Regions from separate parts of the Lactuca sativa genome. Here region 1 is linked to region 2. Evidence: chromatin contacts called from public Hi-C data. All regions are on one chromosome and are shown on one strand. Each heading gives the region's core, a stretch centred on a gene start, on an enhancer-like site or on the middle of the called end of the contact. The rest is flanking DNA. Distances are from core to core; before and after follow the strand shown.

What was found. A called contact is a pair of places that touch in the nucleus more often than the background predicts.
Region 1: a contact with region 2 is called in a Hi-C map of leaf, with 7 times the contacts expected there. The contact joins the promoter of LOC111910459 here to the promoter of LOC111910456 in region 2. A contact is called at or near these places in 2 of 4 Hi-C or Micro-C datasets (both in leaf).

The regions. Positions count from the first base shown.
Region 1 is chr8:53,415,344-53,420,526 of Lsat_Salinas_v11, forward strand. It overlaps LOC111910459 (lysine-rich arabinogalactan protein 19), which reads left to right and starts at 3,089. Exons shown (of 2, transcript XM_023906297.3): 1 at 3,089-3,799; 2 at 3,891-4,106. The coding sequence starts at 3,194. The coding sequence ends at 3,965. It overlaps LOC111910458 (tRNA(adenine(34)) deaminase, chloroplastic), which reads left to right and starts at 240. Exons shown (of 4, transcript XM_023906296.3): 1 at 240-2,160; 2 at 2,249-2,336; 3 at 2,421-2,548; 4 at 2,632-3,014. The coding sequence starts at 551. The coding sequence ends at 2,950.
Region 2 is chr8:53,150,879-53,156,358 of Lsat_Salinas_v11, forward strand. LOC111910456 (putative phospholipid-transporting ATPase 9) reads right to left here and starts at 3,617. Exons shown (of 10, transcript XM_023906293.3): 1 at 2,553-3,617; 2 at 1,073-2,427; 3 at 851-961; 4 at 493-769; 5 at 310-398; 6 at 99-207; 7 at 1-17. The coding sequence starts at 2,945.

The DNA.
Region 1 (5,183 bases), core at 1,839-4,338, 260 kb after region 2:
ACTTGGTCATGATTTAGAAATAGCTGTTATTACTGTTACATTGAGTAAAAACTAACTTATTGTTTTCTATAATTAATTAATATGTATATTCAAAAGATTTAAAAAAAAAAAAAAAAAAAAAACTCGGAATTTCAAAAAGTTAACTTATAAATTAGCTTTATTAACTACTTTATTAACTTGTCAAACAAATAAATTAAAAAAAGAAACTGGAAAAACAAAATTCGTTTATTTTAGAGGGAGTAAATGTTGTTAAGCAGAACTACCTCTAAACGAATTGTTGACATCGTTATCAGTAAACTACTGTCATCATTCCCAACTAGTCGACTACAAATCATCTTTAACCTCAGGTCAAATACCTTAAAACACAGTCCACATGACATGCTATCACTCTCGTCCTTTCTTTCTATCTCCCGTGTATTGTCACCATTCCCGATCGAAAAAGATTCTGCGTGAAAAAGTCACTTCTAACATCAAGGTAACAACCCCTTTCCTTCTCTTCCTCTTTCTCTGTCTCACCCACAACCACATTAGAAGTTAGAACACAAGGATAATGCACACCATTTGTTTCAACCCAGATGTATCGCTTAGTTCTAGACCTCTCCTATCTTTACCATCCAATCACGCCTCCTACATGTTCGATGAAATGTTTGAAAGAAACCCATTATTATTTTCATCACGAAAATGTTGTTGCTGTTATTCTGCTGCTAATATTTCAATGTGTAATAGATTGACTGTAATAAACCCTAGCTTTTTATGTAAAGGGTTAAGCCAATCAACTTTGATTCAATGGTCACTTAGTAAACGATTAATCTTTCATGGTAGCAGTAGACAGTTTTATGGTAATACCTCTGGGGTTTCTTCCTTTACTGATGGAAATTATTACCATGAAAAGCTTTCTTCTTTCAACGATAGAAGGAAACACAGACAGAGGGGTTTTGGACACAAGAGGAAAAAAAAGTTTTTGGGTAATGTTAGTGATGCTTATGTGAATGATGTAGACGTTATGCTTAGCTTATTAACAGATGAGGTGGGCTTGGAGTATAGTGGCGAAAAAGAGTGTAAACAGATCGATAAGAATCATTTTATATGTGATAATATGGAAAAGAAAAATGTAGATTCTGGGGTTGTGAAAAGAGATCAGAGGTGTGATAAAGAACAAGGGAAAATACTGGAGAAGAAAGATACTGTAAAAGGACATTATGGAGAATTGGTTGATAGAGTCGCTAACAAATCAGGATCAAGAATGAAGTGTAAACAATTCGAGAAACTTTCAGATAAAGATAACAGTGTTATTGATTCAACTTTCAGCTCTCAGAAGTTAAAAGTGATTTCAGAAATGATAAAACCTCAGAAAATTAACTTGAGTGGGACATCTTCAATGTCTGAAAGTAGAATGAAGAACTGTGAAGAGATATCTACTGAAGTTTGTCATATGGTTAAAGATATTAAAGAAGAAAAACATCAGAAAACAAACCATTTGATTAAAATAACAACAGTTTCCAGTGAGAATTCACAAGAAAGATCAAGAATCTCGGATACCCATGTCACAAATAGTGAAAATTCATCAGTTTCACATAGAAAAAAATCTGAGAAACACAAATTGTATCCAAGTTTAGAAATGAAAATGGTGGAAGGAATCACGGATGGTGGTCATAAAGGGCCTTCTGATGAGATGTGGCACATGACTGATGCATCATCAGATCATGACATAACATCTTCAAGTGAGATTCTTGATGGTGTCAAGAAAAATATCAGATCCTTGTTGACAGTTATCGGGGACGTAATCCGATTCCGATGTTCATCTCCACGTTCGGAATCCCACATTCCACACTCAGGTGGCGGAAAGTGTTCCTCATGTTTGTCTCTTACTAGCGAAGCATGGTTTTCTAGTCATGATTCCAATAACGATTCCACTCCCTGTAATCAAGAATCACCGATTCCATTCCCCCCAACCAATAAAACTTCTCATGTGTCTTTGAGTGATTCCAAGTTTGATGAATGGGAAGATGCGTATAGTTTTGAGGATAAGAAACGAAAAGAAGATGAGATGTTTATGAGGGAAGCACTTTTGGAAGCTAAAAAAGCTGCTGATGTATGGGAGGTGCCTGTTGGAGCTGTACTTGTGCATAATGGTAAAATTATAGCTCGTGGATATAATTTGTAAGTTTTTTTTTTCTTGGAATTTATCTTTGTTTTCATATGATGGAATATATATATTTGTATAGTAGTTGATGTGTGTAATTTTTAGGGTAGAAAAATTACATGACTCCACTGCTCATGCAGAGATGATTTGTATACGCGAAGCCTCAAAAATCCTTGGTTCGTGGAGACTTTCGGTAATTAATTTTTCTCTTTTTTACTTACTATTTTCACTCGTTGCATCTTAAGTAATTACTGATTTTACTCTCAATGAATTGCAGGATACTACTCTTTATGTAACACTTGAACCATGTCCCATGTGTGCTGGAGCAATTTTACAAGCCAGAATTGACACACTTGTATGGGGAGCTCCAAATAAGCTATTAGGAGCTGATGGTAGCTGGATTAGGTATGCAAAATGATTTTCAACAATGGAGTAACTAGAATCAACTAATTATTTCCATTTTTAGTAACTTTCTCATGGTTTTACAGACTATTTTCCGATGGGAATGAAGGAAAAGACGCCACACCAATAGATAAATTGTCTGCTCCTGTGCACCCGTTCCACAAAAACATGTCGGTTAGAAGAGGAGTGTTGGCGGAAGAGTGTTCCGGAATCATGAAAAATTTCTTTCGATTAAGAAGAAAGAAAAAGTCAGTACCAGAATCACCAATTCCGCTGGAACCGGAATCGCCAATTCCGTCGGAACCGGAATCACTGATTCCGCCGACATCTATTACTGTTTCCCATCATCATTCGGACTTTTTATCCAAGATCCAGCATGCCTTTAAGATCATCTTTTGTTTATAGATTAAAAACAATATTTTTGTAATTTTTGACATTTGATTATTAATTTATTATTACTTTTAAGGTAGTTAGTTGACATCATGAAAGTATCAAGATTGATCTTTAAGTCATATCTGAGATGAGATGCACCACCCACATGAAGGTCATGTAGCACCAACTTTCTTGATTTCATCTGAAATTAAACATGCTTTATGTGTTATAAATTAACAATTCTTTCAATTCAAAAACAACAATTCACCAAAAAAAATGTTGAGGATTATTATTATTCCAGCTTTGATCTGCCTTCTGGTGGTGGTTTCCGAAGGACAAGCACCTGCCACGTCACCATCAACTACACCCGCCATAGTGCCGCCACCTTCCACCACCCCACTTCCACCACCAGCCACCCCAGTTTCTAGCCCATCTATCCCACCACCACAACCACCGACTCCTCCTCCACCTGCTCCTCCGGTCTCAGCTCCGTCTACTCCACCACCGCCATTGCCAGCCCCTACACCACCGCCGGTTGCTTCACCGCCTACTGTCCCTCCACCAGCACCGATTCCTCCACCACCAACACCAGCACCAACTCCTCCACCACCAACACCGGCACCGACTCCTCCACCACCAGCACCGGCTCCGGCTCCACCACCGCCAACACCAGCACCGGCACCGGTTGCTCTTCCGCCAGCACCAACACCGGAGATGAGTCCCTCACCGGCACCCGCTCCTACAAAACACAAGCACAAAAGGCATAGACACAAGAAACATCATGCACCAGCACCAGCACCGGTTGCCAAGAGCCCACCAGCACCGGTAACCACCACAGATTCTGATGATACAGCACCAGCACCATCACCAACACTCGACCTGGTAATTTTTTTATTTATAAAAATGTCACTTTTTATCTAAAAAAAACTAAAAAGAAAAACATAAAACTGACGATTTGATTTATTCATTACAGAGCAATGGAAGAACCCTGTTTAAAAATGGAGGCGTTGGATTCATTATCGCTGTTCTACTGGTTTTCATGAGTTAATTTGATCCACATTTTTGATGTTATTATTACCCTACAACTACATAAATACATTTTCCACTTGTATTTACTATGATTCTTTTTAAATGTACGCATGATATTCAAATTCAATCAAGTCAAACTATCTGGGAATTGGGAATTCAACAGCTTCGACAAGGTTCAAAATATCGCTAGGTTTAGTTGAATCAACTATAATAGAAAAAAATTTGTTCATTTATAATTCATGAAATCATATCAACATAAATCAGAGCACATTGAGCATGAGAAATCCCTATTTTGCAGATCAGTATCTAATGAGCATTAGGGGTTACCATTATTTGGTTTGGAACTGATGGAAGCTGAAAAAGGAATCAAACTCAGAATAAACCAAATTTCAAATTCGGTTTTTGCTTGGGTTTCATACCAAACCGAATTATGAATTTGGTTTAATCAATTTATTGATTTAGTAATTATATAATTTATAATTTTATACTTTTAAAAAAAAAAGTTAAATATATACTTATTAGTTAGACCCCTACTTTCCCAAATAGCCAAAATTTGATTCCTAAATTGTGCAAGCATTAATATTTGTCAAGATTGGATCCGCTTGACAACGTGGTCATTGTGCAAGAACACATTGAAAACATTTTAAGAAGTTAGGATGGGTACTTCTTTCTTTTATAAATGTGGAACACTTTGAAGATATTGAGAAGTTTGTAACTTTGTATTTTATGTTCGTATTTAATGTTTTTATATTTGAAACTTTAGATCTTACATTTGCAAAATTGGAATTATTGATTTTATTTTTGAACATAATAATTGGTTTTCTCATGTTCCAAACCAAACCAAACCAAACCAAACCAAACCAAATTGTAATTTGGTTTGGTATGCATTGACTAGAATTTGGTTTGCTTCGTTTTTCGGTATGGACAAAAACAAATTTAATCTCAGAAAACCTAAGAAGGCATACACCGAATGGTTGTGCACCTCTAATCAGGTGCATACAAGTCGATATTCCAAATAGAAAAATCCAAAAATACATAATGACTCTTGTCTACCAAACTAGTGTTCTTATTTGAATAATAAGGGATTTTGATTTCTAAAGCTAAACAAAAGAGTTTTAAAATTATTTATTTATTTGACATACAAATACTTGTATATTCACGTTTTCTTTGCAGTTATTGTCTCCGATTAACATAAAATGAAAGCTGGAAAATTCGATAAACAGTACTATCTCATTTG
Region 2 (5,480 bases), core at 2,367-4,866:
ACATTTTCTTTCGACATCTGAAAGGGCAAAACCGTCATTTTCACTGTAAAAAGTAGTGAAGATAGCAAGGGATGTAGAAAGACGGACGTCCAACTTACCTTTGAAATTACGTCTTTGTCCCCGGCTTTTTCGGCTGATATGATTTCGGGGGATTCTAATGTGATTATAATTTGTTTCATTCCTTGTCTAAGCAAACTACAAGCAAATCTGAAAAATGTTTGGTATTTAAACGTTAGATTTTAAATTTTAAAAAAAAAAGTAAATTATTTAAAGTGGTAAATTAAGCTTTAAAATAACACAAAAACTTGCCCGATATTAATTGCTGTTTCCATTTTGTCACCAGTAAGAACCCAAATCTTGATTCCTGCTTGAGCAAGTTTATCAATGCATTCGGGCACCTTTTAAACAAAAGAACACAATTAGAAACCAAAATTTAAGATTAAAAAAAAAAGGAAGTATAAAATTCTTGAATTAAAAATAAAAAAAACTCACCCCTTTTTGGAGTTTGTCCTCAACAGCAGTAGCACCAAGAAGAATCAAATCTTTTTCAATTTCTTCAGTTGTTGCATCAATCAAATCTTCTCGATCTTCACTTACAGAGTTTTTAGCTTCTATAAATTTTTCATTAAATTCTTTATATTCTTCTTCATTAAGTTCACGATATGCAAGAATCAAAGTTCTTAATCCTGCATCTGCATACTCATTCACATGTTCTTTTGTATTTTCTTCGAATTGTCTCCCGTTTTTTGCAAGTCTATCAAACATAACACTGTAAAAAAACGATAATCACAAGGTTAATAACTACTTAAAAAAAATCAAGATTGATTTATTTGTGTAATTCTCGTCTTACCTATCAGCACCTTTACAGAGTAAAAGAAGCTTCCCGAATTCATCACGAACAATAACAGACATTCTTTTTCTTGCACTGTTGAACTCAAGAACATTTAAAAGCTCATATGTCCTGCAAATAAACAATATAAAGATTATTGATTTACAGTTTTTTACAACTTTTTCAAGATTTGATACCAAAATTTACCCAAAAGGGTAAAAGGAAGGAAATAAAAAATATTACCTTTCGACTTTTTTCTTGGACATAGGATCTAACTCCATAAAAGAAACAGTTGTTTGTGTCCTTTTATAAAATTCAAATCCAAGTTCTCTTGCAGCGATAACAAAAGCAGCTTCATCAGGGGATTCAGCTTCATAAGTAACTCTCCCTGTTTCTTCATCAACATCAGGAATCGCTGTATGACAAATCGCAAGTAATCTAAAGAACTTCTGAATAACATCAGAACGTGGTTCAAGAAGCCAATAACCATTGACGATCCTTTCATCTTCAAAATTATACCCTTTTACAGATAACCCAGAATCATCGTCTTCATCATCATTATCGTCATCAAGAACTCTTCCATTAACAACCAATGGTGATCCTGTCTTTTTCGCCATAGCTCTTTCAACTTCTGTAACACCACGTCCGTATGCTGTTCCTGCTATTGAACACTTGATGAACTCCATTGAATTGCAGGTTAAAGTCCCGGTTTTGTCTGATAAAATCGTGTCGATTTGGCCGAGTTCTTCGGTGATATTTGAAGTTCGCGCGTGTGCGGGTTTATCAGCTTCTTCGTAGTACATATGAATGTCGTTGTTGATGAAAATCGTCTGTAGAACTTTCACGATTTCTATTGAAACGTATAGAGAAATCGGGATTAAATATGTGTATAACAATAAAGCTGTGAGAAAATGGAAAATCGCTGCAGCTGGAGCGCGTTTCGGGTCGAAAAAGATCTCTGAATCGTCGGGTCTCAAATACCATCGTTTCATTCTGTCACCATCTAAATCGTTTTTTGTAACAATCCCGAAGTAAATCGAACCCAGAAAAGCGATTAGAAACAAGATGAAGAACAAGAAATAGATGATGTTATCCATTCGTTTTTCAATTCCACTTCTTTTCGATGGTGGGTCTGTAGAGTTTTGAATCACTTTCGTATCGTGACCAGTGAAGATGACGACGCCATAGATGTAATCTGTGTTTCTGAGCTTTGAATCGCGTAGAAGAAGCTGTTGTGGTGAAAGTGCGTACTGTTGTTCTTGAAACTCCATTGTTCCAACGAAAGTGTAGAGACTTGCGTTTGGATCTTCGCATTTGACTGTTGCTTTGAAGCTGTTGATGTTTGAATCGTCGTTGATCATGGAAGTTGCGTCTAACGATTGTTTTAGCTTCAAATTTGTTTCTCCATCTAAGTTCATCGTTTCAACGTAACAAACAGCATCTTCATAGCTCGATGAAATTAACAGAAGATCAGCAGGAAAGAATTCGTCTTTTTCGACTTTCACTACATCCCCTACTCTCAGTGTTTTCCATTCTCGAGATTCGAAAACTCCACCACCACTATGAACTTTCACCTTTCGATTATTCACCTCATGGTCCTGAAAAAAAGGTTCGATAGACAAAAACGAATCAAAACCCACAAAAAACCAAAGATTCAAACTCCAAAATGAGCTGGATCTGACATGAATCGAAGAAAATTGGGAATATCAACATATGAACATACCTGCTGTTGTCGTTGCCAATCTTCAATACCTTCTTTCACCATGGTAGCACCAATGACGACGATTAAAGGAAGAATAGCGCTAACAGCTGAATAAGGAGCTAGAGCTGTAAAAGACAAGATACCAGTAACAAGAAAGTAGAAATTTGCGACTCTTCTAAACTGTTCAAACAGTGATTTTGGTATAAAAGTCATTGGCGTATATTTGGTTGATCTCACATAATTATCTACATAAATTTGAGTTGCAGCTTCTGAAACACCAGTTTCATTGCAATAAACCACTCTCGAAAACCCAGGACCCCCAATTTGTGAATGATCATCGTCGAATCTGTTTCTTCCACACTTGAAGGAGTAGATCTTGCTAAAATGTAACCTCCTTTTCCTTCCTGTCCCCATTTTTTTTTTCTACTTATGTTCTATGATGTGAAGAAGAAGAAAAAAAAAACTCCAGAGTTCTTTCAAGAAACCTTATTTTTACAGATACCCAAATGAGGAATCCCTCAAAAAACAACAAGAATTGGTGGTTTACTCACCTCCCAAGTGGAATTAATTAATGGGTTCAAGCAGAAAAGCTCAAAACCCCAGTAATTAAATTAAATAACCTAATCAAGAACTTATCAAAGTGTACTACAAATTCGTGAAAGTTACTTGACAATCTATAAATTGTTTGTGTCACGAAAACAAAGAGAAAGAACAAATGAATAAAGGGTTTTCTTTTTCAACAATGGGAGCTAAATCCAAAGTCTATATATATATTTGGCATGATTGAAGAACAAGAAAAGGAAAATGTAAGGAAGAAGGTGGGTGTATAATTTGATTTATTCTTAGAGCTCGAAAGGTTTGACCGAAGAATCAAACCATGGATCTCTTTCTGTGTCGCTTTCATGTTTTGACTTTAATAAGGCGAAGATGTTGATTAAAGAAATTTTCAATTTTTTTCCAACTAACACACAATAATCAAACCGAGAACAATTAATAAAAAATATAATTTCGATTCAATTTGATTATAATTCACAAAAAGGGGAGAGGAAGGTTCTAAAGAACCGAAATTTAAAGAAATACAGACTGTTCAAACTTCAAAGAGGGTTTCTTTTTCTGTTTTTCGAATTAATTTCAACAATTCACACACTCATATAATATTAATTTAATAATTGAAAAGAATATCCCGATAGAAATCTATACCTATTGCGTGAGAAGTGTCTCCTGTTTTCCCCCTTTTTGTATTTTGTAAAAGAAGCTTCAAAGAAGAAGAGACAGATGGATCTTTAAATTATGTACAGATGTTATTTTTCAGACTGATATTGATGAATTGTAGTACTTGTAATTTATTCATTAAATGTTGTATTAATAACAAAAAAATGACTTTTAGTTCTATATAAATATGTAGTTATTGTAAATGGGTATGGAAATTATTGTAGATATGTGTAAACATTTCTCCATGAGAAAGCAAACCTAATGTCCTTCCATGTTTTGCCATTTCAAGGAATTCTTGATTTTGGTATTTCCTAAAATATACTTTCTTGTTTCTGTTTAAGATATTGATTTCAATGAGAAAGCAAACCATTTATGTAGGTGAACCTTGTCGTATTGTCCAGATTTAACAAATGTAAAACTTGATTATTATTTAGTAATATAAATTAAATTAGAAAATTACATGAAATAATCCATCTTCATTAGAAGAAAATTACAAAATATATGAGAGCACATTTCGGTTTATATTAAGATTATGAGTAAATTACACGAATGGTCCCTATGGTTTGGGTAATTTGTGTGTTTGGTCTCTAACTTATTTCTTTTAACTCGGAAGGTTTCTGCTATTTGTTTTGTTACACGCTTGGTCTTTACTGTTTGTTTTTGTTACGCGTTTGGTCCCTGTCTTATCTAAAAAACTATTATTTAAATAAGAAAAAAATAATGAGGTAGGTAAGGTAAGGTGAGAGGGTGGGGTATGGGGTGTGTTTATTTAAATAAGTTAAAAAAGCAAAGACAAAATAGTTTTTTTACGTAAGACAGGGACCAACCGCGTAACAAAAACAAACAGTAAGAACCTTCCGAGTTAAAAAAATAAGTTAGGGACCAAATACATAAATTATCCTAAACCATAGGGACCATTCGTATAATTTACTCTAAGATTATCTTTTAGTATACCAAAAATCATGAAGTGTCACACTAAAGATAATTTTTTTCTGGATACAGTTCTAGTGTTAGGTTTACAACACTGTGAAGCTATAACCTTATATAAAATAAAGATGGTCATCGGTCAACACAAACTATGTTTACAAAAAAAAAAGTTTAAAAACTCTAAGGTATGGATTAGCTGCATGTGACTTGTGTATATTTTTTAGATAGAATTGCAAAAATGGTTCCTGTGGTATGCATTTTTTTGAGGTTTTAGTCCAAACCACGACTTTTTAGGATTGATGGTCCTTTTGAGTTAGTTTCCTTGCATTTTTGGTCCCCCATAAAACCGAAAAGACTAAAATGCCCTTCTGATACATTTTTTATGGTTTTTGCTATTTAATTTAAAGTTTTATTAATAAAAATTATGGGGTCCAACTCTCTCTTTCTCTCTCTCTCTCTCTCTCTCTCTCTCTCTCATAATCCTACCAGGAATGCCGACCATTTCATCTTTTGCTATGAAATCCACCACCTCTAGTTGTTTGTTTGTCCCAAAAAATCAAGAACATAACTATATATTGTTGCATCTTCAAAATCATGTTCATCATAATACCAATATCCAAAACAAACATTCATCCCCACCCCTTCATCTCCCACTTCTTCGGTTACATGACACCTTCATCATCGTCATGTAGCTTGTTTATACACCAACAGAAAATACTCCAAAAACCATTTGCACCCTACCCTTAAAACCCTGAAAACCCCTATCTCTGGTGCGAGAAGCTGCTAGGGTTTCGATTAAATTCTGGCGAC